Regions from separate parts of the Sus scrofa genome. Here region 1 is linked to region 2. The links are chromatin contacts, called in public HiChIP or PLAC-seq maps. All regions are on one chromosome and are shown on one strand. The core of a region is the stretch at or near the end of the contact, and the rest is flanking DNA. Distances in the headings are between cores, read along the strand shown.

Evidence for each region. HiChIP or PLAC-seq counts read pairs in DNA pulled down with a chosen protein or histone mark.
Region 1: an H3K27ac HiChIP or PLAC-seq map of alveolar macrophages shows a contact between it and region 2. The contact joins the promoter of RPL23 here to the promoter of STARD3 in region 2. A contact is called at or near these places in 1 of 47 Hi-C or Micro-C datasets (liver) and 1 of 2 datasets of contacts at active chromatin or transcription factors (alveolar macrophages).

Annotation. Positions count from the first base shown.
Region 1 is chr12:23,278,602-23,281,301 of Sscrofa11.1, reverse strand. It overlaps RPL23 (ribosomal protein L23), which reads right to left and starts at 1,337. Exons shown (of 5, transcript NM_001129955.1): 1 at 1,299-1,337; 2 at 639-722; 3 at 212-340. The coding sequence starts at 1,311.
Region 2 is chr12:22,679,366-22,682,105 of Sscrofa11.1, reverse strand. It overlaps STARD3 (StAR related lipid transfer domain containing 3), which reads left to right and starts at 1,421. Exons shown (of 15, transcript NM_001143725.1): 1 at 1,421-1,470. It overlaps PPP1R1B (protein phosphatase 1 regulatory subunit 1B), which reads left to right. Exons shown (of 6, transcript XM_021067047.1): 6 at 76-862. The coding sequence ends at 125.

The DNA of each region.
Region 1 (2,700 bases), core at 88-2,587, 600 kb before region 2:
AATGATGTCTAAAGACAGCAGGAACAGAATTTAAATTGCAGGTATTTATCTTACAATGTCTTTCAAAGGAAATCAAGCATTAAGAGGCCCTGAGAGGTTAAAAAACAAAACAAAACAAAACACACACCAAACTATTGCTTCATTCTCCAATAAAGGGAGAAGTGGTTCAACGGTCCAGAAACCATAAGGAAGATTTGGTCTGTCTACTCACCCTTCTTTCTGAGCTCTGGTTTCCCTTTCTTGACTGTGGCCATCACCATGTCACCCACACCAGCAGCAGGAAGTCTATTCAATCGTCCCTTGATCCCCTTCACAGAAATGATATAGAGGTTTTTGGCTCCTACGAAAGGATGTAAACAAAAATGGTCTTTTTGAAGGGCCGATTAGGCAGTCCTGCATTTCCGACACTTCCAAGGCCTCTCTCTCCACTCACACCCCCAAGCGGTTCCACTCCCCCACCAGGTGAAATAGTTTGTCACACCACCGATTGAAGCAAAACAGCACAACTTGCTGCCGCTTCACCCAAAAGTGGTGTTTTTACTGTGCCCTTTCTTGGCGGCTCAGAAGGTCACGAGCAAAAGGCCCTCTGAGTGCTTTTAGAAAGGGGAATTTGGCAGGGTTGCAGCTTAAGATCTCACCCGTGTTATCAGCACAGTTGATCACTGCTCCAACCGGAAGACCCAAGGAAATCCGGAACTTAGCACCAGAGGACCCACCACGTCCTGTTAGTAGGGCGACAGAAGAGAGATCACTGTCCAGTCATGGTTCGGAGTTCCCTTCGCATTCTCAAGCTATGAATTCATTCGCATGTGTTTTGGGAAACGGTACACTATAGATTCGATTTCTCTAGGATTCCACTTACCCCCTCTCCAATGCCACTCAGTTCTCAGGGCAAATATCCAATTCCTCCCTCCTACAACCTCACATTGAGATTAGGGGGCCTGGACGACACAATTCCCGATCCAACTTTTGTACCACGCAGTTCTTCCTCCAAGGCGGGAGACCGCACACAAGTCGCCCGCTCTGCGGCTTAAGCTAGCCTGACTCCAACACCATTACTGCAGTGCTAGGCGCAGGGCAACCTCCCGGGGGATTCACGACTAGAATCACGACTGGATCCTGCCAACTCAATCCTCCAGGCCCCTCCGCCATTTCGGGGACTGTCCTGGTGCCCATCCACTCCCTCTCCGCCCCAAAGGAAAGCAGAGTGCCCCAGCTGCCCGTCGCCGCAGCTCCGGGTGAGGCCAGCAGCCACTTCGCGACAGATGGCGAAGGATCTCCCCAAGCCAAAGCCTCACCTCGCTTCGACATCTTGATGGCCCGACAAGGACGAAAAGGAAGTAAGAACAAAGGACCTTGGGATATGAAGCCGACGCCCCGCCCATTCAGGTCACGTGATCCAGAGTTGCCGTGTCCGCCCCTTCCCCGGGGCGTTCTCTTATTACGTCATAAATCGTGGACGTTGCCGTCTCTCGCTTCGAAGTGGGCAGTGGAATCTTTGAAGGCTACAGAAGAGAAAGAGTGCTTGAGTACCTACTGTACGAGTTGGAAAGTAGTTGTTGGGGACACAGAAACATTGGTTTAATTTATCGGACAACCTCTTCTGAGCACTAAGTGTGTACCAGGGATTTCGATGGACGCTAGAGGTTCAGAAATGATTAAAACATCCGTGCTGTATAAGGGCCCCCAAAAAACATGTGGCGGGGGGGGCGGAGTGAGAAAGAGCTCGAAATAGTTTCATTAGGATGTGATATAACTGAGAAGTGCCATTCCAGCGCTACAGATAATTCCTTATATGTGTGCTTGGTCCCACATTCATCTATATTTTAGAGTCTTGTTTTACTCATTACTCTTTTCATTGTTTGTCTTTCCCATTCTTCAAAGGAGCTCTGTTGATATAGTCATTCAAATATTTATTGAATGACTATTTTATGCCAGATACTGTCTTGGACATACACTAGACTACGTCAAAGGAAACAGATCTCTCTCTCTCTCTCTCTCTCTCTCTCTCTATATATATATATATATATATTTTTTTTTTTTTTTTTTTCTTTTTGCCTTTTCCAGGGCTGCTCCCATGGCACATGGAGGCTCCCAGGCCAGGGGTCCAATCAAAGATGTTGCCGCTGGCCTACGCCAGAGCTACAGCAACGCGGGATCTGAGCCGCGTCTGCAACCCACACCACAACTCACGGCAATGCCGGATCTTCAACCCACTGAGCAAGGCCCGAAACCTCATGGTTCCTAGTCCGATTCACCAACCACTGCGCCAAAATGGGAACTCCCAGATCAATATTCTTGACCTTAGGAAGCTTACATTCTGCCAGGGTGGCAGTGAAAGTGGATATTAGATACTAAATCATAGATGTAATAATTGCACTATATAGTATGTTAGATGGTTTAAGTATTATGAAAATAAAAGTAGAAAAGGGGGATCTGGGAGTGGGAGGAGGGGCAGACTGCAATTCAAAATCAGTGGGGGCTTCATGGAAGAAGTGTGACCTTAGTGCAAAGGTTTTAAGCTGAGGGACAATATGATTGTCTAGAGAAGAGCAATCCAGATAGAGTCATCAGCCAATGAAAGGCCCTAAGGCAGAAATGTGCCTGAGCGATATGAGGACCAGCAAGGAACCTAGGAGTGACTGGACAGAGTAAATGAAGGGAAAAGTAGTAGGACAGAAGGTCAGAAGTAATGGAACT
Region 2 (2,740 bases), core at 172-2,671:
TGAGGCTTGGGGAGGGTTGGTGTTGTGATCTTGGTAGGCGTGGCCAAGCCCTAAGTTCCTTTGCTTGCCTTGCAGAGCCAGGGGAAGAGCCACAGCGCCCTGCCCACCCTGAGCCTGGCACATAGGTACCAAGCCCTGCATCTCCCAGATGGAAGTGGAGAGGGCATTGCTGTTCCTCAGAAACCCACCCCATCCCTACCCTATTTTGTACCTTTCTCAATTGCTAGGGCTGCGGCTTCTAGAAGACTAAGGCTGGTCTGTGTTTGCTTATCTGCCCACCTTTGGCTGATGCTCAGAGTCCCTGGGCACTTGCTGCCTGATGCCTACCCCTGCCAGTCATTCCCCCATTCACTGGGTGGGAGCTGGGGTGTGAGAGTCTGCATTGGAAAACTCAGTAAATGGGGGACAAAGGTTCATCCTTCACAATTCTACTCCCCAGACCCTCTCCCCTGGGCATAGGAAACCCACAGGGCAGGACCCTAAGATCTGGGGAAAGAGGGTACTGAGAACTTGTAAGTGCCCACAGATCCTTCTCCATCCCCTGGGAATTCCTTCTCACTGGCGTCTACCAGGGCCCAGGATTCAGGCATCCTTTCCACAGCCTCCACATTTTGGAAATCTTCCCCTTATCACCTGCTCCCCAGCCTGGGTGCCTGGAAGATGGACTGGCAGAGGCTGCTTTGTTGCCTTTTGTTTGTGCTTTGATGCCAGGAATGCCGCCTAGTGTAAGTCCTTGGGAGGAGGGGCAAACAGTGGGGGATCTAGGCTCTCCTTGTCCTCCAGCTGCTCTGTCCTCTTCCCTTCTTCCCTGACTCCAGGCCTGAACCGCTCCCCTGCTGTAATAAATCTTTGTAAATACCTGTGCTGAGACTTCTCTTTCAGGGAAAAGGAGAGGGAGGAGGAGGTTCACTATGTGGTAGTCATCCAAGGGTCAGGTCCTTGACCGTAATGTCCAGTCCTCTAGTTTGCAGCCTTGACTGCAGCCAAGTTCCAAGCCCTCTTAGGAAGGACCACAGACATTCTAGATCCTGCTAGGGAGGTGGAAAGAGGTGGGGCGGGGGCGGGGGCGGGGTGGAGAGAAGAGGGGTGCTTCAAGAGTAACTGGATTCCTCGTCCTCCAGGCCCGCAGGCCTCCCCTCAGGAAGCTCCCCTTTTTTCTCCAGAGTGCTAGGCCTCTGTGGCCCAATAAGCACGAAACCCCTGGGCTTCTAATTCCTCTTTTCAAGCCTAACTTTAGCAGCAGCCCCCATTTCCCGCCCTTGTGGGCGGGGCCTGAGGGCTTGGGGGCGGGGTTGGGAGAGGGGGCGGTGCCTCGGGCCTAGTACCTCCCGGTTCGCTCCCGGGGGCGGACTCAGTGGCGGAAGTGGCGCCGAGAGGAGATCCCCTTCCGCTCGGAGGCGCCGCCGAAGCTTCGGAGCCAGATTGCGGCTGGGGCTGGGAAGAGCCGGAGCCGTGGCTGACATGGTGCAGGTGGGTCCGCGAGAGGTCACTGGGACCGGGTGGTGGTACGAGGGCTACGTCTCGCCGATGGATCCTGGCTCCCTAGCCGGTGTCCGTTCGTGGTTCGGTCCGACCCTTCCCACACCCTCCGCGCTCCAGGTTCCGCCCCCTTCCTATGCTCGGCCTCGCTCCACTCAGCGCGGGGTTGGAGGGTCGTCTGCGTTGACCCTCTACGGCCCCGCCTACTCGAGAGAGCCTTGGAAAGGCGTCCCGGATCGCCCTCCAAAGCCTCTCACGTTGCTGTGAGGGAAGAAGCAAGGGGAAGGTATCAGGGTATTAAAGGTCAGGATCTGGGGAGGGGTCAGGATCTGAGAATGAGGAGGAAAATATTTCCAAGTTCCTGGAGGTCAATGTCTCACCGTCATCCGGTCTCCCTCAACTTCCTTTGGAAACGACAGTGAATGACTTCCCAGTTGACATTATAAGGGCCCTTTAACGTATCTTTCTTGAGTTCTTAGAGGAGCATAACACCAGTGACATAAATTCTCAATTGCAGTAGTGAACACGTACCCATCACCCTCTTTTTTGGCTTCCACCGCGTCGGCATCCCCTTATTTTCCTCCTGCTCTTCTGACTGTAGAAGCACGGTTTCACATTCATCTCTCTTGCTCAGCCAGCCTCTTAACTCTGGATCTGGATGGTCTCATCCACTCTCATGGTTTCAGCTTTACACCACCTACATACCCCAGTCGTGTCCAGATCTACCTTTTCACCGAAGCCTCTCCCTGGAGCCTCAGTTGGCCTTAGGCTACTAGTTGGACAGCTCCACTTCAGCTGGAATTCACTCTGTCTAAACTTGAACTGCTCTTTTCCCCTGCAGATTCCTTCTTTCTCTGCCACCCCATCTCAGCCAGAAACCTAATAATTATCATATATTTCTCCCTCAACTCCCATATCTAAGAGGTGACTTAGTCCAGCTGACTTCCTGAACATGCTTCACATCTAGTCCTGTGCCTCCCTCTCTTCTGTGACCACTCTCGTTGATGTGTTTCTCACCAGGATGACCACAGTGGCTTTCCAGCAACTTCCAGTCATGGCTGCCTGCAGCTCAGTCTCCAAACTGCAATTCTTCTCATCCTTGAAAAACACAATTCATAGTATCACTTCCTTGTCGAAAACCCTTGGATGCTTTCCCATTGCCTATGGGAAAGGCTGCATCTTTAGCACAATTTACAGAGCTCTCTCTGATCTGACGCCTTCCCCGCCAGTCTTCCTGTGTGTATCCTAAGGTCCGACAGGG